Regions from separate parts of the Mus musculus genome. Here regions 1, 2 and 3 are each linked to region 4. A link is a contact called in public Hi-C and promoter capture Hi-C data. All regions are on one chromosome and are shown on one strand. The core of a region is the stretch at or near the end of the contact, and the rest is flanking DNA. Distances in the headings are between cores, read along the strand shown.

Region 1 (6,116 bases), core at 1,216-3,715, 7.3 Mb after region 4:
GCTATGGGGAATATTTGCTGTCCCACCTACCAACAAGGCTTCCACAGCTCTCAGCCTCAGAAGTAAACACGAAGCGGCAAACAGAGGAGCTGCCTCAGCTCTGACTCCAAGCTGGGATTCACATTTCATAGGGCAGCTGAGATAACCCATGTGACTAAGTGACCCCTCCTACCCTGAGCTAGACAGTGAGCCAGTGCTGAGCTGCACGTACACCCCAAACAATGGCCCAAATCCTTAGCCTGAGTTTCCACACCGTAACCATCTTTTTATAGAATAAGTAAAAGAGAAAAACACAAAACCTTAACCCTTGAAACGTCTAATGACAACCCCCTTCTGCCAATGACTCAGCAGTCTGGCGTGCATGTCAGCTGAGTGTATGTTAACCGAGACCTCTCAGGAATACTCAGAAACTCCCCTAGATGAAGTCTTAACAGCATAGTGTCAGAAATCAAATTTCAACTAGCTACGAAAGTGACTTTACACAAAACATCACTTGATCTCTTAAGAGAAAAGACAAAAAAACTTCTCAATCAAAAAATTCCAACTGTTTGACGTTTGACATTAGGGAATAAAACCTGAATTACGAGATTTTTTTTTTAATGTGGCTGTAGTTTGAAAATACAGATTCTGTAATGTGTTAGGCTGATTAAATTCTGCCTACTAAAATCTCGTTTAGGGTAATAAATTCAGCTAACTCAGTGTCTCTGAATGCAAGCTTTTTAAAAACTCTTTTAACACAACACTGCTCTGAGTTACCCTATTCCAGTACTCCAGGACACAGAATCTCTGGACAGCATAGTCTACACAAGTTCTAGGACAGCCAGAGCTATACAGAGAAACCACGTCTTCACACTAAAGTGGGTACTGTGGCCCACACCTTTAATCCCAGCACTAGGGAGGTGGAGGCAGGCAGATCTCTGGGAGTTCACTGAGAGTGAGACCCTGCCTGGGGGGGGGGAGGGGAGTTGACACTAAAGCATTCATTTTAAAGGTTTGGAAAGCCTCTCTCTCACGTTTACTGACATGCGTTTTACCTGGTGAACTCTTGCTTCAGAGAGTACAAAGGTCAACAGGATCCTCCTCCAGTCTCAGGGCCTGAGACTCAACTCAGACTCAACTCAGGCCCACCAGGTAGCTCTCAGAAATGGACAATGGCACATAGCACCCAGGCTGGCCTTGCAAAACTAGCAGCTGTCTGCGCAGTGCTAACAGTCTGTAAAGGCTGATGCTGGGAGAGCCTTTCTGTTATTTGTGAGACAGGGTCTGGCTACAGAGCCCCGAACTAGCCTGGTACGACTGTGTAGTCCAGGCTAACCTGGAATTTGTCAAGACTCAACTTCACCCACCCCATGATGGGATTTTAGGTGTGTCACCACACCCAGCCTCACTTCCATTTTAACCTACAATCTACTTCACTGCTTGCAGTGAGCCTACTGAACTAAATTATAAGCACTTTACCCTCCTTTTGAGCTGTTGTAGCTCTCTTCCACACTACCTCCAGCCATACCCCCTCTCTGTTTTTCTCTTTGTAGACTTGGCTGTCCTGAAATTCACTCTGTAGACCAGGTTGGCCTCGAATTTACAGAAATCCCCCTGCCTCTGCCTCCTGATTGCTGGGATAAAAGGTTTGTGCCACCACTGTGCGGCTATCCCACCTCTTAACTCTAAAACCTGACAGAGGTCTGAAACCCTGTATCCTCCTCTTCCATCAGGAAGTGGCAACAAAGCAAGCCAGGGGTAAAGATTGGGGGAGAGGGGACACAGCGGCAAAGCCTGTTAATTCCAAATTCCAGCTACTCTAGAGGCTGAACCAGGAGGATCACAAGTTCAAGACCAGTATGTCTTAAAGCAATAAAATGAAAACTGGTAGTGTTGCTCGGGAAATGAGCACTTACCCAGCACGTTCAGATCTGGTTCTGTCCCCAGTACCAAGTAGGAAAAGTGAAAGGCACTACAGTCATAAATATTAATGACTTCAATCAAAGCACTGAAAATTCAACTGCAACCTCTAACTCACTTAAGCAACTCTGAACAAGGGGACGCCAAGGGCCTGAAATCTGAGCTACTCGGGAAGCTGAGGAAGGAGGATCGCAGAGTTCGAGGCTCCCCTGACCTACAGAGTCTGAAAATACAGAACTATGACAGTGTGAAGAACAGAGCAGGAAAGAAAGACCCGGCCTGCCTGTGAAGGTACTGTCTGTAAGATGCCCCGAGGCTCACCACCCAGCCCCGGCTGCACCGAACTGCATCGCGGCCTCCACTCACCGCACCCCAGCCCGCGACCCTACCGCCTCCGCGGCCCCTCTCGGCCCACTGCCTCACCCTGCAGGTTCTCCTCCCCGCTCTGCGACATGGTGGCTCGGCAAAGGAGCCCGAACCCAACTGCGACAGGCCTGGGAGGCGGTCACCGAGAGGTAGCAGGGGCAGCCTGCGCCGCTCAGTTCTGAGGCCAGGCGACACTGGACTGAGGGACAAGGGGCGGGGCGGGGCGGGACGCACGCGGCGGCGGAGCCCATTGGCTGGGGGGCGGGGCCTGCAGGTGGGGGAGGAACGCGGGGGAGCGTGTGGCACGTGCGGCGCGTGCGCCGGCATGGGCGGGGCCTGAGGCAGGAGTGCGCGGGAGGGCGGCTGTTTTTAAGGTCTAATGCAGAAGTGGACCGGGGGCTGTGCCTGAGGCTGGAGTAACTGGGACCTAGGCGGGTAGGGAAGAGTCTGGGGGCGGGGCTCGAGGTCTGAGCCTTGGGACTCCGAGGTGCGCGCATTGCAGAGGCCAAGAGGCGGGTCTTGAAGCCAGGCTGGAGGTGGGCAGACGTGGGCGGGCTCCGAGATAGGCGTGGCATGAGGACGTGCGGCCAGGTTTTTGGGCGTCTGGCCTTGGGTGCTGAGTTTGCCCCTCCTGCTCGCGGTTGACCCATAGTTCCCCAATCTCCTCCGGAACCTGCGAGCGCCAGCAATGGGAGCACACATGGTCTCGCTGTCTCTATGCACGCTTACAGATAGTTTTTTAGGTTGCATCTTTAAGAAAAATGCAGTCCGGGAGTGCTTATGTATAACTCTAGTCCCAGCCCTGGTTCGTGGCCAGGCTGGGCTGCACTGTATGAAGCTGTTTACAACAAAGCAAAACAAAAAATTTGCCAGTATTCTACTGCAGCATCAATGGCGAGTTGGGTAGTGCTGTGGTATGCTGCATGCGAGAAAGGACGGCATTTTTGGACAGGAACGGTTGGAGAGACCTTTGGAGGGCCAGTTTTGAGGATTCTGCATCCTCCCTGTAACCTACCCAGTAGCTTCTCTGTACTTGGAGGTTGGAATTCCCTCTTGATACAGTTCTGGGATAGAGAAGGGGCTTGTGAACCTCAAAAGAAGCTATCTTAGTAGCAGTGGGTCAGGTCACTAGAAGCAGCTTCATTTGGTGTTTTGTTTTTTCCCAGACAATGTCATAACCGAGGCTGGCTTTGAATTGGCTGTGTAGCAAAAGCTAACCTTGAATTTCCGATCCTACTGCTTTCGCCTCCTGAGAGCTGGGATTATAGCTATGCAGCCTTGATTTCCGTTTGTTTTGTTTGGAGTGCTAAGGTTATACGAGGGCCTTGCACATGCAAGTTCACTGCAGCTGAGCCATGTCACCAGACTGAATCTGATGTCTTTTTTTAGACAGATTCGCTTTGTAACCTACTCTGGTCTTAAACTTTTTTTCCTGCCCCAGCTTCCCAGTGGTTCCACCACTCTTAACTGAAAGCTTGCTTTCTTACAGTGCTCGGAGCTCTAGCCTAGGGCCTTCAGAACAATAAACAGATTCTCTGCTACAGACACCAAACCTTTGTCTCAACCCCCCAGGTGCTGGGATTACAGACATACTACCACACCTAGCAAGAAAAAAACAGCTGTGGTCCTGCTTGGTGACAGACTCTGTGTCCAGCAAGAAACAGCTGTGGTCCTGCTTGGTGATAGCCTCCGTGTCCAGCAAATCCAAGGGTTCAATCCCCAGCTTGCATAGATATGTGTGCCTGAATGACAAAGGGAAAGAGAAGGGTCTGGGAATTCTCTACACCAGTCTACTAAGAAAAGGAAAAACGAAAATGTGGATTTGAAGGGGTTAGGGATGTTATAAGTAGAAATTTATGTTTATCCTTTTTTTTTCTTTTTTTTTCTTTCTTTTTTTTTCTTTTTTTTTTTTTTAATGGTTTTTCAAGACAGAGTTTCTCTGTGCAGCCCTGGCTGTCCTGGAACTCACTCTGTAGACCACGCTGGCCTCGAACTCAGAAATCTGCCTCTGCCTCCCAAATGCTGGGATTAAAAGCGTGCACCACCACTGCCCGGCCCTTTTTTATTTTCTATGTATGTATGTATGTGTGTGTGTATGTGTGTGTATATGAGGCTATTTATTTATTACAGGGTCTCTCTAGGTCTCATGGAACTCACCATGTAAGCCAGGCTGGCATCGAGCTCTCAGAAAATCAGCCTGCGTCTGCCCCCTGAGTGCTGTAGACATATGTATTTTTAAGGAGAAAAGGTTGTCCACCTCTTTAGACCATTCAATAAAAAACAGGCAAAGGAGTCAGTTGTTTGTAGTGGAGCACCACGCCTTTAATCCTAGCCCTCTGGGAGGCAGAGGCAGGTGGATCTCTGTGAATTAGAGGCCCAGCTGGTCCACATGGTGAGTTCCAGGCCAGCTGAGTTACAAGGTGAAAGCCCGTTCAAAGGGGGGGAGAAAAGTGGGAGGTGGTGGCACGCATCTTTAATCCCAGCACTTGGGAGGCAGCAGAGGCAGGCAAATTTCTGAGTTCGAGGCCAGCCTGGTCTATGGAAAGCAGTCTGGGAAAAATCTAAGGTACCTGAGTGACTTTCCCAACTTACTCTCAACCCCATGGAGAGTCTCAGTGAATCTGTCCCTCAACGGCTGCAGTACCTCAGAGGCACTCCATTCATGACTAAGCAAATAATGCCAGTAGTGTGGCTCAGAAGCCTGGTGCATCTACCAACAACTTCTAGCCAGGCACACTTGGGATGTAGAGCCAGAAGGATCAGTTCTAGGCTGAGATTTACCCACATAGTGACTTTGAGGCCAGCCTGGACTACATGAAACCCTGTTTCCATAAGTAACTTACATAAGTAGAACAGGGGCCTCAGCAGGTAAAGGTGCTTGTCACCAAGTCTGACAACCCAAATGCAGTCCCCATGGTGGAAGGAAGGAGAGAACGGGCTCCCAATAGCTGTCCTCTGGCCTTCTCTTGTACCAAGGACATGCACATACAAACATTAATAGAATGTTTAAAATAAATTCAGAAAATGTTGTGATTGATTGAGATAGGATCTTACTGTATAGCCCTGGCTGTCCTAGAACTCACTATGTAGACTTGAACTCAGAGATATGCCTGCCTCTCTCTGGCTTTCTAGTTCTGGATTAAAAGCATGGTTCACATTGTGCTAATAATTTATTCTTTTGTTTTGGGTAGTTTTTGAAACAGAGTTCCTCTGTAACCGTGGCTTCTCTCTCTCTCTCTCTCTCTCTCTCTCTCTCTCTCTCTCTCTCTCTCTCTCTCTCTCTCTCTCTCTCTCTCTGCAGACTGACCTCAAACTCAGATCTCCCTGCCTCTGCCTCCTGAGTGCTGGGATTAAATGTATGTGCCACCACCCTGCTAGTAATTTATTCTTTAAAAAAATAATAATTAACTGGGGCTGGAGAGATGGCTCAGCAGTTAAGAACGCTGACTTCTTCCAGAGGTCCTGAGGTCCTGAGTTCAGTTCCCAGCAACCACATGGTGGCTCACAACCATCTGTAATGGGATCTGATGCCCTCTTATGGTGTGTCTAAGTACTCATATACATAAATAAATAAATAAAATCTAAAAAAAAGAAAAATATTTAAAAAAATAATTAACTGGATGTGGCAACTCCACCTATAATCCTAATACTCTAGAGGTCAGGGCAGGATCATCAGTTCATTAAAATGTATTTATCTATTTACACATGTGCAGAAATGTTCATGTCATGCTCATTGATTGATATCAGAGGGTGACTTAAAGGAGTTGGTTCTCTCCTTTCTCAGTGTGAGTCACTACTGACAGGTGCTTTTACCTGATGGGCCATTTTGACTACCTGAGCCATGCAGTAGA
Region 2 (6,247 bases), core at 267-2,766, 7.3 Mb after region 4:
AACCCCAGTTCTGCAAGCAGTCTCAGAATGCTTCTTCCCAGGCTTGGAATTCCGTCCTCAGGCTCCTCCCAAAACGTCCTCCCAGAACTATACATATGCTCTTAACTCTCCTGATGCTCTGGAGTGTCATCTGGGTGACATTCCTATATCCTCACTACTCCATGTCTCTTATTCTTCTCCATTACTCTCATACACCCAGACACATGCAGCTCATTTTATCCTCCTACTTAACTCAGAGACAGTTCTTTCAGAAACAACCCTGAGTGCTGCTACTGATGGAAGGCCCTATTTCTTCATGACTTTCTCCAGCTCTTGGCCATAGCCAGCCCTCTCATCAGAGTTCACCCCCTGAAAACAGCTTCCTGCTCTGTCCCGGACCACCTTGCCTCCACTGCTATGACTAGCCTTCCTTGGCCACTTCTGTTCTCCCCACAGCTTCTTGCTGCCCTTTAAACACATTAGCAAGCTTAGGTGTGCTCCGTGCTTGTAAACCCAGCGCCAACGAGGTGGAACCAGACGTATTTCAATTTAGAGACCAGCCTCATGTTACATGGCAAGACCCTAATCAAAGTGTGTGTGTGCAATTGAATTAAAAATAAAACATCGGAAAGAAAAGGTCAGGGTGGCCCAGCCTGTGCACTAGCTGTTCTCATTTCTAGCAGCCGCCCAAGACGTCAGCCTGAGATTCTTTCTTATCTCCTCTAATTGCTCTCCTAAAGATACCAACTGCTCCAATCTCCTTCCCCTGCTTCTGTGTTGTATTTAACTCTAGTCCACTTAACTTTCCCCAGGTTTTTCTTATTGTCTCTTCTCCGCTGAAGAGTAAACTCCACCAGGACAGACACATCACCTCTACACAAGCAGCATCCCAGCCAAGACTGAGAATAGAAAAAGCACTTGCTAAAAGGCAAAACATTTTTGAAGTGGAGAATGCTCTGGTTTGGAACAACTGCCCTCTAGTGGTGCAGTACGCTCACTGCCAACTTCATAGTGATTTCGGATAAGTCAAGCCCACGAACAAATAATTCCTCTTCATGCTAGAAAAACACACCCACAAATAAAGCAAATGTCGAGAACGGTTCCCTAGGGGCTATACTGAGAGCTCAAAGAATCCCTGAAGTAGCACTCTGATGAGATCAGTGCTCAGAAGCTACGATCAAAGATTCTGGGGGCAAGAGAGCCTGGATGATGGGCAAAATTACGCACGCAGGTGCTGGGTTCCAGGTGCTCCGGGGATCAGAGGCCCCGCCTGCCCACGGCCGAGCGCTCTCTATTGGCAGATCCACGGAGGTTCCGCGTTCCCGTTGGCTCAGCTGTAGGAAAGGCCCAGGCCTTCGAGCATCCAGTCCAGCCGGCCGCAGAAGAAAGTCTGAGGCCTTAAGAACGTAGAGGGCGTCGCGTCCTAGCCTTGACACGACTCGAGAAGGCCGCCTCTATCTGCCAGCGGACTAGTCCAAGACACTCCTCTCCTTGGACCGCAGCGGCTACGTAGGTCCAACCTCAAGACAGCTCGCGCAGACGCAGTCGGCGCACGGTGCGCCCCCGGCAGCCCCCGCGGCACTGACCGTCGGAGGAGGCGGAGGGGGATGACGTCATCCGGCGGGGCGACGGGCATTGGGCGCCATTTTGAAAAGGGGAAAAAATTCCCTCCCCGGCGGCGGCGACGGTGGCGGCAGCGGCGGCGGCGGTGGCGGCCGGGGCTGAGCGCTCGGAGCGCCTCGGTCGGCCGCGCTCGGCTGGGCGCGTCCCGCCCGCGCCATGGCAGGTGAGGGCCGTGCGCGAGCGAGCGAGCGGGGCGGGCGGGCGGACTGGACGGTGGTGGGGCGGGGCGGGGCCGGCCTGACGGCGCGCTCTGTTGCAGGAGCTGGAGGCGGCGGCTGCCCGGCGGGCGGCAACGACTTCCAGTGGTGCTTCTCGCAGGTGAAGGGCGCTGTCGACGAGGACGTGGCGGAAGGTGAGGCCCGACCGACACCCCACCCCAACCCCCGAGCCCCGCAAGGTCATGCTCGCTCAGCCGCCGGTCCGGACGCGGCCGCCTTTGCCCGCCTGACCGGCGTTGTCCCGGGAGACCCTCGGCCGGCCAGCGGCTGAAGAGAGGGAGGGGTGTCCGTAGGGAGACGGCTGCGGACGCGGGGCTGGGGAGAGACTGCGGCTGAGTCCCGCTTCGGGGATCTGTTGGGGAGACGGCGGTGGACGCTAGCCTTGGGAGGCTATGGGGATGATGGCCATGACGCCGGCCTCAGGGGTCGGTGGGCACAGATGGCCATGGAGGCCAGCCTCGGGAGGCTATGGGGAGACGACCGTGGACGCCGGCCTCGAGGGTCTGTAAGAAGGTAAGGCCGGGGCAGAGGTATCGAGCCATGTAAGGAAGATGCGGCCACAGGTCTTTGGAGTCTGGGGTGTATAACGATCTTAAATGCATGTCTCACTAGCGTCTGTACGGAGTGAAGAAAAAGGACTGTAGACACTAGGCAGCGACCCCGGGATTCCGCTAGGAGTTGGTACCACGGGGTGAGGTGAGGTCCATTTTTGTGAAAGGAGAGAGATAGGGGGGCATGGCAGTTGATCTTGAGGCCCTGTGGGGTAAATCAGGTCCCAGACACTAATGTGGGAGCCCATGCAATATAAAGGGTCTTTCATCTATCTCCCTGGCACCCGTATAAGGTGGAAGGAGAACCATGCAGGGTTATCAGTCTCCGGGGGCCCATGCTGGACTGGACTCAGGACGGGATGGAGCACCGAGTGCTCTGGATACCCTGTTTGTGGTCGTAGGTGTGCTAGTCTGTCCAGTCCAATCTCTGGCCAGGTAGACGTCGGTCAGCCCTGGATCTCCACCTCTTGTTGTTGAGCAAGAGGAACTTATTTGTCATGGGGTCTCCTGAAGCGCTACAGTAGTGGCGGTTTTCTTTTTTTAACTGAGTAGTGTTTTCTCTTCCCACACTGCTCTTTAAAGTCACTTCTCCAGACTTTGTTTTTTGATGTTGTCCCATCCAGCCAAGTCCTGGGATTTCAAACACACACTGTGTGTGTGTGTGTGTGTGTGTGTGTGTGTGTGTGTGTGTGTGTGTGTGTGGTGAGCATAGGCCTGCCTGTTCGTGCTCCTGCACGTGTGGAGGTTAGAGGACAACTTAGCAGAGTTGGTTCTTTTTACCACGTGAGTCCCAGGGATGGCCATCAGGCTTGACAGCGAATGGCTTTACCTGCTAAGCAGTCTCATCCACCCACTTACAGTTTATTTTTGTTTTTTGAAACAGAATTTCATGTACCTCAGATTGGCCTCAAACTCCCTATATAGCTGAGGCTGGCATTGAACTGTTTGTTTCTGAGACAGGATTTTTCTGTAGAACAGCCCTGGTTTTGTGCACCAGGCTGACCTCCGGGGTTAAAGGCATAAACTGCTGTGCCCAACTTTGGCCTTGAATTCTTGATCCTGCTGCTTCTACTTCCCAAATTCTGAAATTATTGGCAAGCATTGCAATCAAAGCCCAGCTTTCCATAAAACTGTTCCTTATCCTCAAAGCTTCAGTCTGCTGCCTTCTTTCCCCTGATCACAGTTTAAATGTGCCATCATTGTAGGTAGACAGGGAAGTAGGAGAGCGTGAAGACTGTGGGATTTATTCTTAGAGATTTGACATTAGCATTTTATATTAGACTCAAAGCAACTCGTTCAGTGTCTAATAAACCATGGGCTTTCACTTTCTTTTAAAGACGTCTGTTCACTCCACCCACACTCCTCACTAGCAGGCGCTCCTCAGATGTCCTGTCCTGCTTCTTGTTTGCTCCTCCACCCTGTCTCTTCTGGAAGTGTCTGGCTTGACTCATGACCATTGAGAACATCTGGAGGCCTGTGGTCCCAGGGACAAGACCGGAACAGGTCATCTTGGCCTGTGAAACTGCTCTCCAAAAGTTGCAGAGGTGAATGGTTTCAGATTGAAGTCAGGTGACTTTTATGTGGCATAGTTTATTGATTTTGTTTCTTCTGTATTGGCATAAAATGTATTACTGTGTTTCATTTTTCTTGTGCCAGGTAGGTGACAGGTCAGCCTTATTCCTGTGATTCATCCTACTTGTGATAGCAGTGTAGGAAGATTAGGCTGCCTTAATTTTGAGTTTCTATGTGGTTTGGTTTGGTTTTTATTGATCAGTTAAATGAATTTAAACCGACTTTATACTTTGGAAAATACCATTCTTTCCCTTAAAAACCACAACAGAAGTATTTTGTTGCTTGTGTTAAACTGATTAGAACTTTTTGTGGGTTTTTTTTTGTTGTTGTTGTTATTGTATTGTTTTGTTTTACCTGTTTTTGTTTTGTTTTGTTTCAAGATAGGGTTTCTCTGTGTAGCCCTGGCTCTGTAGACCAGGCTGGCCTTGAACTCAGAGATCCTGCCTGCCTCTGCCTTCCTGAGTGCTGGGATTAAAGGCATGTGCCACCACTGCCCAAGCTTTTTGTGGGTTGTTTTTTTTTGGGGGGGGGGGGGGTTTGGTTTTTCGAGACAGGGTTTCTCTGTGTAGTCCTGGCTGTCCTGGAACTCACTCTGTAGACCAGGCTGTCCTGGAACTCAGAAATCCCCCTACCTCTGCCTCCCACCTCCCAAGTGCTAGGATTAAAGGCGTGCGCCACCACCGCACCGGCTCTTTTTGTGGTTTTTTTAAACCTTTTTTAAGTAAAACTTTCAGTGCATTTAAAATTTTAATTTGCAAGTCTTTTGTATGTATGTGTGTGTATAATATTATTAAAATTTTAATTTGCAAGTCTTTTGTATGTATGTGTGTGTGTATAATATCATGCGATTACCTGTATTTTTCTTTTTAATTGTATGCGTTCACCGCTTTCTGTTACTTCTTAATCCATCTTTTTGTCAGCTAGACAGAGCTTTGATATTGTTGGATTTATCAGTGATGGTTGAAAAGGGCAAAGGCAGTCATTGGCAGCTAGGACTTGTACCAACAAGAGTCACGACCCAATCTTATCCAAACTCAAGCTTGAAGAAGGAATGTTGGGGAGAGATAATTAGGAGGTGGCATTTCAAGGGGTTTATTTCGTGTGCTGATGTTTGGATTTGAGGTCTTAAGGTATGGCAAAATGTATGTGTTGAAACTTGTAGCTTGTGAGGCTTTATGTTCAGCTCTGCAAAATTCCATGAAGCCCTGCCCCTGTTTTGTCTTTCTGCAGTCCTGGGCATAAGCAGTCAGATGTGCCCTAGACATTAAGTCTGAGGTCTTTTGACCTAGCAAGCAGTACTCAGAGAGTCTAGGGGACAGAGGGCAGGGTGGAGATAGGCTGGCCAGGCGGAGCAGGATGGCTCTGTTTGAGTTTCGTGTTTTTAATCTAATAACCCCCACCCCCACCCCCATACAGTAGTGAACTGTAGACAGTTTGCTGCATTATTTTTATGTATATAAGAATTAGATTTTGCTCTGAGTCAGGTCAGCTCTTTGGCTGAAAGTCATGGTTTCATTGTGTGGTAAATGAGTCCTGCATACCTGAAAATGGGAGCAAACTGAGCTCACAGGGAGATTAGTAATTGTGATGCTGATGCCCAGATGTGCAGGTGGCTGAGGGAGTGATTGGCTCTCCTTCCCCTGCTGGAGAGTAGACAAAGACTCAAGAAACAAAATGGCCAGGCCAGGGGACTTGCAAGTACTGAGCTTAGGAATGCTCACTCACTGCTCTATTTGGGAAAATTTTGTGGTGTGCAGTAACCTGCAGCCAGCCTCTGCTCTCTGTCCCTGAACATGCTTTCTGCTAGTGAACACTGCATGACATTACAACCTTTTCATGTTTGTGCTTGGTAGACTGAGTCCTTAAGGCTGGCTGTTAACTCCCTTTCCTAGGCCTTGCACAGGACCAAGCCAAAAAGCAGTGATACTTAACATTATTGGGTACTTGGTGTTCCAGAAATTGTGCAGAGGCACTACCTGTGCCAGTTAGTTCAGTCTTTACCCATCTGAAGGCTGTTCATCCCAGTTTCAGATGCATAAACAAGGCACCAAAGAGTGGTCAGTTCAGCTCCATAGCTATACTAGAGCAGAGATGGGGTATGAAACTATGCTCCCTGTCTCGAAGGCCTGCGTGCTTTACTGTGTGCTGTGTTTTAGCCAGCCCTGGGGAAGCGCCTTGTAGGAGCCAGCTGTCTGTTAGCCGAAATTGTACCTCCAGCAATTGAACTTAACCCTTTGAAAACACAGGAGAATAGCTTGCCTTAAAAAGGATTGTTTATCAGATAAAATAAGGTCAGTAATAAGA
Region 3 (6,411 bases), core at 2,265-4,764, 8.2 Mb before region 4:
CCCTCTCTAGATTATCTGAAGCCAAGAGTGAGAGAATGCTTCTCCTTTTCCACAACCAGACTGCAAAAGCTCAGCAGGGCTTTTCTTGCTTAACTGATCGGTGTCTGCCCATTCTCCTTCTGCTGGTAATAGTGCCCCAGTTTACCGTAGGGAACCAGCACTCCTCCACTCTCTATTTGGGTGGGGTTGAGTCCATTTCATTTCCCATGAAAGGCATGTGACCCAGAAACAAGAGCCAATCCGGGGACTTTGGCCACAGTCACACAGTATTCTTTTCCTCTGAGACTTGCGCTGAGGATAATGGAAATCTGTGAACACGGTTTGTCTAAAGAGTGAACCATCCAGAATGCCCTCAGATCCAGCACTGGGAAGGCTGGGGCAGGAGGACTGGGAATTCTGGGCCATACAGTGAGATTGTCTCAAACAAAAGCCGTCCTATGCCTAGACTCCTGCTCACAGGCCAACGAATTCTTTTCTGCTCGGGTACCTTGAATTATGTTTTTTTTCTTCACCAGAAGAGACCTAATTGGTATCAGCAAGTCTGAAAGAAGTTGGAGAGGGCAAGAGAGCACAGGCCCTGCTCACACCTCCCAAGAGCAGCTGTTCTGAGCGTCTCCGTGCAGTGGCAGGCAGGCTCTCCTCCGTGCACTGCCATCCTTCTGCAAGTGCTTATTTTATGTGTATAATGACTTGGGGTTTGCCCATCTCCTCCATGTATCTACTGGGAAGCTCCAGGGCAGAGATCTCGTTTGTATTCTTGGTCTTTGATTCTTTAATATCGCACAGTGGTGTACAGTGTAGCCTCACTCAGTGCTCACTGAATATGAGACTCAACAAAGAGCAGGTGACAAAAACATCCACCCCACTACATTGCCCACACTGTGAGACCACCCCATAAGCCTTGCCCACAGACTCATCCATCCACCCTCTGCACACAAAGTGCATCATGTTAGCTCATCCTTTCTAGGCATTACTAATCCTCAACCATGCCAGGCCCATGAAACTTCTCGGGGGAATTACTCACGAGCATTCCATCCTAGCGAAATTCCTCACGGCAAGATAGCACCTAGAACTCCACAAACTGATAACTGTAGTCGATTACACAGATAAACTCCTCCTCTATCCAGATCACAGCTGGGAGAAATCTGTGCTAGAAAAGCATTCTTCTTTGCCCAAAGACACCCACGATCTGCTTCTGATGGGAGTGTACCAACCATCTGGCTCACTGAATAATAATTCTCAGTTCTAGCCTCCATTTTTCTTCCTACCCCCTTAGGGTTACTTAAATAGGGAAAACTTGAGCTCGTGTGCGCGCGCACACACACATACACACGGGGGGGGGGGGGGGAGTTATCTAGGAAATCAACGACAAGAGAGCAACAGATTTTCAACCCAGTAAAAACAGATGTTCTGACTTTAGTCTCATGGCTACCACACCCTTACAGCTCTGTAATAGCTGCAGCTTCCCCTGGCATCCAGCAATAAAGACTTTCAAACAGAGTCAAAGGTCAGGGCCAGAATTACTGTCCCAGTATGAATCACTACCACTCCATCCTGTTCATATTTTCCCAAACTTAATTCCGCAGCACCAGGCAATGCAGGACAAGCTGGAGTCCCAGAATTGACAATTTTGACAGGTCATCTGTCCTGGGATGGGAGTCACACACAGACCCTGGGAATCCAAGACTCATAGGAAAGACTCTCCCGGTGCTCAAATAGCCAACACGAGCAGGTAAAGAGGACGTTTGAAGATAGAAAGCAGGTAGCGCATGGCCTCAAGACGGTGCCCATCCAAGACATCAAGGATCTTCTAAGGACATGGAGACTGAGAGAAGTGAAGAGCATGAAAGGTTATCTATCGGCCAGGTGTGGTAAGAGAGGCTTATGGGAATTCCAGGAAGAGGTTAACATATAAGAAACATAGGCCTCCTGTGGGAACTGAAAGTGGGCAAGTCTGGCCAGAATGTAAAACTAGGAAGAGAGACTAAGGAGAAGCAGGGGCCCACAAAACCCTAACCAGCTTTCAAGGCAGAAAGCTCTCAAGACTTTGCATAAAACCAGCAACTTTCCCTTGTCCCACACAGGACGAAACCTAATCAATAACAAATCTAACAAAGGCATTGTGGCAGCCACTAAGTTTTGATTCTGCCATGCATATCTGCAAGGAGTACAAGACTCACAAGAAAATTATCACTTCTCATCATATTTCTTGTTCATGCCATTAGGATTACTCGCCTTGACCCTAGTCTTTCTCTAACTCTACACGCAACAAAAAACTAGGCATGTGTGGGTTTAAGGGGCAGGGACTGAGTCTGGATAGAGGATACCAAGATTACATGATGGAGGGATTTTTCTTCCCTTCTATTTTTCTTTTTAGAAATTCAATAACAAAACTTAGCAAAAGGTTGGGGGAAATGAAACATTGTAAAAAGCAAATTTAGAAAACCCAAGAGGAAGTAAAAGTATTTTCGTACACATAAAAAAAGAAGTGTCTCACGTGCTTCAACCAAACCAAACTGTCCTTAACTGCTAAGGGAGGAGGGTAACAGCAAGAGCTGTGAAAAACCCATCTATCTTCGTGCAGAATAACCAGCAAATTGGTTCGGCAAAGCTATCCGCCCTGCAAGACCTTGAAATATTTGTTCCAGATAGCACAGCACATGACAACAGCCTCCTGAAAGCTCTAAAAACCGCAAATCGTTCCTGTTCTACAGCCTACTCATCTACTGTCCCTCCTGTATTCTTTCATTAAAAAAAAAAAAAATCAGTTTCTTGTCAAGCACTCACTCAGTGTCAGAAAATACCACATCCAAGGTGAGATGAGAAAAGGCATCCTTTTCGCTTTCCAAACCTCTAGACCTCAAGAACTCACAGCAAACTCCCAAAAGCCTGGATTTTGAGACTGCAGTTCTCGATTCCTTCACAGAGGGGAGGGGGGCTGAACTTAACTGGGCAAGCCACAGTAGCCTAACACCCCTTAGGTTCCCAGTGACCAGCAAGCTCTTCTAGGAGGAAGGCTGCAACAGCGGATCAGCGGGGAGAGCCTGAGAACACCGGCCCCAAAGCTGCGCGCCTGGCACTGCGAGAGGCACACAAGTTTACGGAGTTTTCGCACCAGGCGGCGAGCTCCGGCTGGCGGGGACAGGGAGGAGTAAAGACCCTCGTGAGTCTCCCGAGGACGATGCTCCTCCGGCCAGGACAATGGGCAGCGCCCAAGCCGTAGCTAGGCGCAGACCCCCGCCCCGCGGGGCCCAAGGCCGGGCCGCGCCCGGCTCTCCCCGCTCCCCGGCTCCTCGCGCGCAGGACCGGCCCGCCCCCCGCGCGCCCCCCGCCGGCGCGACCCGCGCACTCGCCTGCCGACAGTCTGATTGGCCAGCTGCTTCATGCGGTTGAATTGCTTCTTCATGGCGGCGGCGGCGGTGGCGGCGCGGCAGGCGGGCGGAGGAGAACTGGGGACCGTCTGGCGGGTCCTACCTACATCGCTTCCCGGCCCCGGAGGCGGTGACGGAGGCTACAATTCGGCCCCGCCCCTCGCCGCGTCACTTCCAGCGTCGCCGCCCGCCCCTACCACGAGTTGGGCCGAGCCTAGCCGAAAGAGGCCGAAACCAGAGAGGTGGAACAGGTGCGGACGGACCCAACATGGGCGGAGTTAAGTGGTTCAGGGCGGGGACCAATGAGGCCGCGCCGAGGTGGGTAGAGCCGAGCCGAACAGGGTCGAAACTAGATAGGTGGAGCCGAGCTTGGTCCGGCCGAAACCGGAGAAGTCAGGCGTAGCTGGACGGAGCAGAGCTGGGCGAACTTGAGTGGAGCCGAACCAATCGGTGAGCGGAGAGGAATGGAGTTGAGCCAATCGGAGACGGACGAGAGTGGCTCTGCTAAGAAGAGCGGAGACTACCCCAGCCCGGCACCTGGACACAGCGGTTCTGAATTAGAGCTGGGCAGGATGGGCCGAGCAGAGCCAAACTTAGCTACCTACTCTAGTGGTGACAACTAGAACGCAAGTGAGCCTCGCAGATCCTGGTCCGGTCCGGCAAGGCGGAACACAGGGATGGGGTCTTGTCCAGTCGGACCCGGAGTCAGGCCAGCCCGGGAAGGGGTTTGGGGGGAGAAGAGTCCGGCCAAGCCGAGCGGAATAGTAGTCCTAGACGAGTGATGCCCGGTCAAGTGAAGGCGAACTGAAACGAGCTGAGGTTAAGCTGAGCGAGTGGACCTAACCTATAGCGGCGGGTCAGACCAGGGTTTATCCTAACCTAGCAGGAGTGAGCTGAAGCAGATCTATAGGGTGAACCAGCTCCGCGCCCTCAGTACTTGAACTGGTCCATGGGAAAGGCCAAAAGAGTAGGGTCAATCAGATGAGGACCCCCAGACTCCCCAGCCAAAGGAGACTGGCCTTCCCTAGGCCCCTGCACTGATGGGCCTCTGAGTCCCCGCTGCCATAAATGACCGCGAGGTTCTGATTCCCAGCCCTACAGTAACAGGCTGGGGAACTTGGTGGGATCATTTCGCATTGCTGAGCCCTTTCGTCCAACTGAGCCAAGTTAGTTTTATGACCCGCAGCCATGTCCTCCTGACTTGGCAGCCTTGGCTCCACACAACATTCCCTGTGCCCCGTGGGCTAAGGCATCCTTTACAGGCTGTGCGATGGTTTAAAGTGTCAACGTGACAGAATCTAGAATCACCTTGGAAACAAATCTCTGTGTGTGTCTGTGAAGAAGTTTCTACATCAGGTTAATTGACGTGGGAAGATCCACTCTAAATGTGGGCCACAGCATTCCATCATCTGTGGCCCCAGACCGCAGAAAACTAGCTGAGTTAGGAGCTTTCGTCTCCTTCTGCTTTCTGAACGTGGAGGCAGTGTGGTCTTCCTGCGAGCTGCCTCAAAAAACTGTCTATTGCAGTGCCTTCCCCATCATGGTAAACATCCCTTCCTAGAACTGGAAGCTGGTTTAAATCCTTCCTCCCTCACATTGCTTCTTGTCCTGCATTTTCTTAAAACAGAGAGCAAAATAACTAATGCAGGATGCATCTTGAGCTCAAAGAACAAGAAAATTAAAAATCTGTAGCGATTACAACACAAGTGTGGACCCTCAAGTCAGGCAGCAAACTGCAAGTCACCAACATTAATTACAACAGGAAGTGTTGAAATAAGGCTTTGTTTTGGTTTGGGTTTTTGTTTTGTTTTGTTTTGTTTTGTTTTTGAGGAGTCTCATAGCTGAGAATGGCCTTAAATTACTGATCCTCCTGCCTCCACCGGCCAAATGCTAGAATTACAGGCTTGTGGCACCCCGTCCAACAAGATTTATTAAAGCAAGACAGACAGGACTTCAAGACCATTTGCCAAACCTGAGTCAGCCATTGAGTCACTACATTCAGATGCTACCATGAAACTAGACAGTGGCGACATAGGCCTGAAAACCCAGCTACTCAGGAGGCTGACACAGAAGGATCACAAATTCCAGGTCAGCCTGGGCTACAGAAAGCAGTAAAAGAACAATGCAGAACAGATGTTGTCATCCTATCAGGGAACACTGTACAGACTTCATTCAGTTCCTGTACCAGTCATGCGCTAGCTTACCAAGTGGATGGCGTGGATTTTAATGTCAATTCGGTCACAACATGGACAAGTCAAAGTTTTAAGACGTGAGTGTGGAGCTGATCCTTATGGAGTGTTGCTCAGACTTGCCGGGTAGAAGGAAGAGCTAGTAGGTGGAAAGTGGCGTCTACCACCATAAAGAACTTAAACAGGACAGAAGCCAGGGAACTGTCAACCATCAAGTTCAATTGTCAACCACTGGCATCCAGAAAACCTCAGTGACACTGAACCAAAGACAGAAGAGTTAGAAATCATGTTTCAGCCAAGTGGCTCAGGAATTAAAGTCACCAATCTCTAAACCTCAGACCATGCTAAACACCAGTCTAGAGCGCAAGATGGGTTCTAGCTGCCAAACTTCACAAACTGACTTCCATCCCTGGGACTCGCATGGTAGAAGCAGAGACCTGACTGCAGCAAGTTATTCTCTAACCTACTCTCATCACACACATCCACACCCACCACATACATACACACACACACACACACACACTTAATTTTTTAAAACTGGCCTACCTACAAACAAAAAGAAGAGTCAAGCCCCAAAATTGAAGAACTTGAAGATGCAGTTAAAGATTTAAGTAAATTATTCCCTATAGAAAGTAACATAGAGTTTGACATAGGAAGAATGTGTCTCTGTTTCCATTCAAAAGAAACAAAGTCTTAGATGTAGACCTTTGAAAGTACAGGCTTGTGCAGTAGACCAAAGTGATTCCGTGGAAGAAGAAGGGAAATCTGAAAAGCCTAAGGGAAGTTCAGAGTTTCCAAAGGAATTCAATGCATACACCAAAGAAAACAAGAACACTTATAGCATAGGATGA
Region 4 (6,821 bases), core at 4,026-6,525:
AAATGATGCTACCTTGTAGAGCTCAGTCCTCAAAGGCAAAAATCACCTTTAAAAAATGGTGTTAATGTCCCCATTCCAGACCCGGTACCACGTTTACTTTTATAAGAGTGGAAGGAGACCCTCCAGCTCGGATTATATGGAACCCTCTTCTGCTGCTTTGAAAGGCCGAGGCTCTGGACTTTGGGCGCTAGCAGGACGCAGTAGAAAAGGAAAGGGTTAGCAATAGGGGAATCAAGGATGCAGGCATCAGTCAACCTCCTTGTCCCCGGCAGAGCTGAGAGTCTTTAAGGCTCATCAACTCCATGGTCATTCTGTTTGTGCTCACTCTTCAGGTACCCCCAAGGGCAGCGGAGGCGCAGGGCCTGCGGCCTCGGAGCGCACGCCATTCCTTTCTCCTTCTCACCCGGACTTTAAGGAAGAGAAGGAGAGGCTTTTGCCGGCGGGCTCGCCTTCTCCGGGCCCGGAGCGGCCACGGGACGGCGGTGCGGAGCGCCAAACCGGAGCGGCCAAGAAGAAGACGCGCACCGTCTTCTCCCGCAGCCAAGTGTACCAGCTCGAGTCTACCTTCGACATGAAACGCTACCTGAGCAGCTCGGAGCGCGCTTGCCTCGCCTCCAGCCTGCAGCTCACCGAGACCCAGGTTAAGACTTGGTTCCAGAATCGCCGCAACAAGTGGAAGCGGCAGCTCTCAGCCGAGCTTGAGGCAGCCAACATGGCACACGCGTCGGCGCAGACTCTCGTGGGCATGCCGCTCGTGTTTCGGGACAGTTCGCTGCTGCGAGTGCCGGTGCCGCGCTCTCTGGCCTTCCCGGCTCCGCTTTATTACCCGAGCAGCAATCTCTCGGCCTTACCGCTCTACAACCTGTACAACAAGCTTGACTACTGACATGCTCGCCCGCCGGCTCCCGGGACGCCCCTGGTCGCCTGCAGCTGCCTGCATAGCCCGGCGCGGTCGGGATCCTTCGCAGAGCTCCGGAGCAGAGCGGCGCGTGTCCAGAAATATTAAGAAATACACCATGTGTATTCGTTATGTCTTATTTATGGCCTCTTTCCTACCTTTTGTTTTGTTTTGTTTTATTTTGTTTTGTTTTGTTTTGAGTATTTATCTGCATTCCTCACGCCAGAGCACCTGCTTTCTACACAAAACCAAACAACTCGCGTTTGAAACTATTTTGGAAGGGGAGGCTCTCGGGTGGTGGTGGGAAGTGGGGTTTTGATTAGGTCGGTTTTGACCAGTAGCAAGAAAAAAAAAAAAACATCAGAAAAACCACCAACAGAACCAGGCAGTCTTTCTCCCATATATACACCTGTATATAGAAAATGTGGTAGGACACAAGCTCAGCCGAGCCGAACCAACTAGGGCTTTGGTCGTTGAACTAATCACTTCTCTTTATTCCCTTCATCTTGAGGATGGGTAGGGGCAAAACGAGGAGAGTACAGATCTGTAAATATTTTTAAAGAGAAAAAAATAAAACGTTTTAAACATGGTTGCTAACTTTGGAGGGATGGATTGTCCCAGGAGACAGCGGCAGAGGAGTTTCTGGATTTTTTTTTTTTTTTTTGCCAGAGCATGCAGGATTCTGTCTCCTCCCTCAGCCCCCAAGGTTCTGCTCTCACCACGTGTGGGTGGGGCTGGGCTCAGAGGTTAAAGGTCGGGATATTGGGGCTGCCCAGGCAGCACGTGACTGGGGCTGCTTACAGGAACAGCACAGTTCCCACGACCCAGGTGTGCGGGTTGGGGTGCACTCGAGATGGAATCCAGATCCACAGCCCCGCGCAGCGAAAGACAAAGCCAGGAGCCTGGCTGCTGACCCGGTCGCCTCTGGGAATGAGCCAAGCAAGGAGGTGAACATCTCCCCGATACTGGGCTGTTTTGGGCTAGACGAAAGCTGGGCACGCCGCGAAAGGCCGGAGCTCTTGGCGTTCTTGGCGTCCTCCTGCGCGGAGTAAAACGTGGGGTGAGAGAAAGCGTCCGCTTGGGTTCCAGAGCCACAGGCGACTGGCTTGCAGCCCTCGCAGGGGTCTCCCGCTGGTGACACAGTTGCGAGAGTTCTGCGCAGAGCGGGAAGTGATGCCTAAGGGTCAGATTTCGTTGGAGGGATTCGTGGAGCAGATGACACGGGCGCTTCCCTAGTTTCTTTTTGTAGTTGTTAAATTTGCCCGTGAATGACAAAAAGGTCGGATCACTGGCTAACTTGCAGCAGCTGTTTCTGAATTGAGCACTGAGGATTGCAGTGCCCGGCTGCCTGCCTCCATGCAGGGTTAGGGAGGCTCTGCACCCGGAGAACTGCTTCGTCAGGATCATGCAAATCACAGCACTGTATTTTCTCTACGTTTTCATAGCATCCACCTGTTCCTTGTTAAATGTCAGAAATGGGCCTGGAGCTTGGAGGAGGCCTCAGGTAGAGTTATTAGGTCCAGCCCGCCTCCCCTCAGTGGTTGATCAGGGTGCAAAGAGCTAGGAGTCTGCAGCGCCAAGGCCCTATCTATTTCTTTCTTCAGAAGAAAACCTGGTGCCTGAGGGACCGGTCTCTTTGAGCCAAGGGGGCATCGAAATGACTTGCATTTTGTAGAAATTCACAGAATGTAAACGTTTACATGGCCCATATCATTCCGTGAAATATGCCTGGCAGAAGAGATTTGCTCTGATATTGCCTATTTTTTTCTTAACACATTATATTTTATAAAACCTGCAACTCCTCCTAGGTGACATTAGATGGATGCTACACAAGAATGCACCGGGCAATACTAGGTTGGTTTGCTTACATTTGTTTTATTTTAGCTGTGTTCACCTCAATAAGTATTTGTTGAGGTCTCAACATGTGCTAAGAACCTACACTAAATTTGGGGTGGTCCAAAGGAGAACACAAAGAGGCCTATCAGTTCTCTTCTTACTTATTAAATATGTGTTTTCAATTGCTCATTGGATATGTGTATTTTTCTGTCACCGTAGTTTTCACTCCAGATAACCTCTCTACATTCTTTCCCTGACAGCATTCTTTGAGTGTTCCACCCAGAAACAACCACATTACTTCAGAGGACTGTCTTGTAAAAAAACATACTCCGTTCGGATGCTTTTGATCTGCCTTTCAGCAGATTACAATTCGGTGATGGATTTAACAGTATTGGGTCATCATATTTGCTTCAGGATGGCTTTCTCCATAGGTAGTGACCTCCTCCTCCTGTCACTGTCGGCATTAACGACTTGAGTTTGCCCATAATATTTTAGGGAATGCCATTTCCCGCAGTTGTCATGTGGTATATATCTGACTCTCTTTACTCACCCAGACATTAGCTGTGGCAGGCGACTCACCACTGCAACAGGTAACTGAATATCACACACACACACACACACACACACACACACACATACTTACTTTACATTTGTGTTGTAAAATGGTCAAGACTCTGCTTGTGGCCAGATTTCCTATCTCAAGTCTAGCAATTCATTTGAATAATCAGCAAAATAGTCCATCTCTTTTCAGGCTCTAAACTTGATTTACAAGATTGACGTTTCTTAAAACTCAAATAGAGTTGGGCTGCAAGTGTGCGGCCAGAGGGGCCTGAATCATACACACATGGGATAATGAAATATGCTTAGATTTTATTAGCAGGTAATTTATGCTCAGAATCTGGAAACAGTAATAGAATTAAATAAACAACTGGGAAAGAGAACCAAATAAGTCAAGAGGTAAAATTATTTGGCTAAACTTAGAATGCAAAACAACTCAATGCATTAAAAAAAATTGAACTTGGCCATTGATTTGTTGAAAGAGAAGAGAGAGAAAGAACCACATACTAGAACTATTTGGAGAGGGAAGACAACCAGAATATTTTAGCCATAATAACCATCATCAGGACAAAAGACTGGTGTGTGTGTGTGTGTGTGTGTGTGTGTGTTATTGTCAGGAATCTTAAGTGCATTTAGTTCAGAGTCTGTGCACACATAAGATCTTTCTTTCTTTCTTTCTTTCTTTCTTTACTTTTATTTTTTTAGACAGGGTTTCTCTGTGTAGCCCTGGCTGTCCTGGAACTCACTCTGTAGACCAGGCTGGCCTCGAACTCAGAAATCCACCTGCCTCTGCATCCCAAGTGCTGGCTGCGCCACCACTGCCCGGCAAGATCATTTTTCTTTTCTTTTCTTTTCTTTTTTTTTAAAAATGTACCTTGAAAGTTAAGTAGTTTAAAACTAGAGACAACTTCCTACTTCATGCAACAATTTCAAAATAAAAGGGATTGTCTCAAAAAGATGGGACAGAGAAAAAGAAGTTGTATCCAAGGATTAATTAGAAACTCAGTAACATTTTGCATGTCAGTATGCTACTATGTTGTTTGTTAAGTACTGCTTTTCTCTCACAGAACCAAAACAACCTTTTGATTCTCATATTTTTTAGAGGATTCTAGAAACAGAAAGTGCAGCAAACTGAGCCTGCAACTTCCATGATAATGCAGAGGAAGGTGGGAGAGGGAGGACAGTCACAATGCTAGGTCCTATGATGAACATTCCTAAGAGATTCTGGCTGATCGTTAAAGATTGGAAATATTTGTGTCCTGCTCTGTTCACCCTTATGGGTGTGGTACTCTTCTAAAGCAAGGAGTAGTTTGACTGAGTGTGTATTCCCAGAGCTGCTTAAGAGGCCTGACATTCAGGTGCTTGAAAACTGTGGAGAGATGAAACGATAAAAATGAGATCACTAGAACTCAAGGGAAATGAGTCTCTAGTTCACAAATTGATAACCCAGCAAAATAAAAGCAAATAGTACCTTTGACTAGAAATTATTCTTCAGTATGACTAGTCTGGATTAAGTCCAGGGGTATGTGCACGGCTAGAAAGAAAATATTAATTTATATCTATAGTAGTTATCAACCAAAATGAAATTCTGTGTCTGAGAGATAGAGGAGAAGGATGTCACAAGAGCTAGATAAAATCTCTTTTCTGCCTTCTAGTCTGTGGATGTTCAGGCAAGCAGCTCCAGGGAGACTACAACTCCCAGCATGCAGCATACAATTGTGGGCGGGCGTGAACGCCTTCATGACCTGAGCATACTTGGGAGTTGTAGTTTTCCCTCCGCAGCTCCAGAGATGTAACCTCGGCGTGGAGGTACTAAGAGACCCGGTGAACGGGGGGGGGGGGGGAAACGCGGCTTCCCTTTGAGCCGGAACAGGATGACTGCGGAAAATGAGGCAAGCAGTAAATCAGACCAATCAGCTGCCGAGATCGAGCCGTTGGCGTTCAAAATCAGCCAATGATAGGCCTGCTCCGGAGCTTCCTCTCCGCCTTCTCCGCTTTGCCTGCGAGTGCTCGGAGGGAAGCGGATCGGTAGTGGCCGGTGCAGAAACGTTGCTTAGGCGGACAGGAGGTAGAGGTTCGGGCGAGGGCGGGCGGAGCGGGATCTGTGGCCCGTGGCCGGCGCATCGATGCACAGAGGGATCCGGTCGAGGTCCATTGTGTTTTATATGGGGATCTGCGGGCAAGGAAGGAGGCCAGGCCGGGTGGAGCTCGGCGGAAGCGGGATGGCGGCCGGCCTGGATCAAGGGGGACTCGCGCAGGCGCAGGCCGTGGCCGGCCTCTGTTGCTCCGGTTAGGAACTCAGACTTAGCGTTTTGTTCTACAGATGACCGGTTCGAACGAATTCAAGCTGAACCAGCCACCCGAGGATGGCATCTCCTCGGTTAAGTTCAGCCCCAACACATCCCAGTTCCTCCTGGTCTCCTCCTGGGATACGTCTGTGCGCCTCTACGATGTGCCCGCCAATTCCATGAGGCTCAAGTACCAGCACACTGGTGCTGTCCTGGACTGCGCCTTCTACGTAGGTGGATTCAGTTTCTGCTCCTGTCCCCTTAATACTGAGATGTCCTAGGCCTTGCCAGTAGCATCTCATACACGGTTCGAGAATTCTGATAGTTCATAACTACTCGGGAATTCTTCCCTTTAGCCTGGCATCAAGCCTACTACAATGGTTTGTGTTCTTATTTCTTCTCTCGTGGCAATTTCAATCTCCATTTGTAAATTCAGACTTGAGTAAACTTTCTGGACATAGATAATTGAAGTTAGCAGCAAGACTGATTTTTAGCTATCCTTTGAAAAGTAATGAATGTTGTCTAATTTAGCCTTAACTCCTGGTGTCCACCTTGTATTTGCTTCCTTGTGGAGATCACTAACTTGCATTTTTGTTTGCTTCTTAGTTTCTGTCACACTGGACATAACACTTGGCTGTAGAAATAGCAATGTTGAAAATGCTTGCTAAAGCTTTGTAACTTTGAATTGGCTCCAAATGTAAGAGTGGGGTGGGAGGATGTGGTGGCCACAACTTTAATCCCAGAGGCAGAGGCAGGAAGAGCTCTTGAGTTTTGAGGCCAACCAGGGCTACATAGTGTCTTCCAAAAAAAAAAAAAAAAAAGTAAGAAAGAAAAAAAATCAAACCCAAATTTTGCTTTGTAGGATCCAACGCATGCCTGGAGTGGTGGATTAGATCATCAACTGAAAATGCACGATTTGAACACTGATCAAGGTATTAATATAGCTACATTTTACCAGTTTTTCTTTACTAGTGTATTTGTGTAGAAATGCTTATTTAAGAAGAGTAGGTGTTTTCAGTACTTATGTGAAGGCGGAACACGGCTTTGATAATAGACTTTTAAAATTGGATTAAGTTACCACAAATGGAACCTGAATTTTGCAGTAAAGCCCCTTCTGAGCACTGTCTTTTTTTTTTTTTTTTTTAAGATTTATTTATTTAATTTATAAGAGTACACTATAGCTATCTTCAGACACATAACAAGAGAGCATTGGATCTCATTACAGATAGATGGTTGTGAGC

The links. Promoter capture Hi-C pulls out the DNA fragments that hold promoters and counts their contacts. Hi-C and Micro-C count contacts between places; a contact is called where the count stands out from the background.
Region 1: a promoter capture Hi-C map of liver shows a contact between it and region 4, with 7 times the contacts expected there. The contact joins the promoter of Bnip3 here to the promoter of Bub3 in region 4. A contact is called at or near these places in 1 of 39 promoter capture datasets (liver) and 1 of 484 Hi-C or Micro-C datasets (CD4 T cells).
Region 2: a Hi-C map of CD8 T cells shows a contact between it and region 4, with 5 times the contacts expected there. The contact joins the promoter of Mapk1ip1 here to the promoter of Bub3 in region 4. A contact is called at or near these places in 1 of 39 promoter capture datasets (pre-B cells) and 3 of 484 Hi-C or Micro-C datasets (CD4 T cells and CD8 T cells).
Region 3: a Hi-C map of regulatory T cells shows a contact between it and region 4, with 10 times the contacts expected there. The contact joins the promoter of Arhgap17 here to the promoter of Bub3 in region 4. A contact is called at or near these places in 2 of 484 Hi-C or Micro-C datasets (B cells and regulatory T cells).

The regions. Positions count from the first base shown.
Region 1 is chr7:138,907,041-138,913,156 of GRCm38.p6, forward strand. Bnip3 (BCL2/adenovirus E1B interacting protein 3) reads right to left here and starts at 2,466. Exons shown (of 6, transcript NM_009760.4): 1 at 2,323-2,466. The coding sequence starts at 2,353.
Region 2 is chr7:138,844,751-138,850,997 of GRCm38.p6, forward strand. Mapk1ip1 (mitogen-activated protein kinase 1 interacting protein 1) reads right to left here and starts at 1,517. Exons shown (of 2, transcript NM_001045483.1): 1 at 1,207-1,517. It overlaps Ppp2r2d (protein phosphatase 2, regulatory subunit B, delta), which reads left to right and starts at 1,636. Exons shown (of 9, transcript NM_026391.2): 1 at 1,636-1,765; 2 at 1,862-1,954. The coding sequence starts at 1,759.
Region 3 is chr7:123,366,401-123,372,811 of GRCm38.p6, forward strand. It overlaps Arhgap17 (Rho GTPase activating protein 17), which reads right to left and starts at 3,515. Exons shown (of 20, transcript NM_144529.2): 1 at 3,354-3,515. The coding sequence starts at 3,406.
Region 4 is chr7:131,555,095-131,561,915 of GRCm38.p6, forward strand. It overlaps Bub3 (BUB3 mitotic checkpoint protein), which reads left to right and starts at 5,276. Exons shown (of 8, transcript NM_009774.4): 1 at 5,276-5,360; 2 at 5,616-5,810; 3 at 6,443-6,512. The coding sequence starts at 5,616. It overlaps Hmx2 (H6 homeobox 2), which reads left to right. Exons shown (of 2, transcript NM_145998.4): 2 at 333-2,920. The coding sequence ends at 886.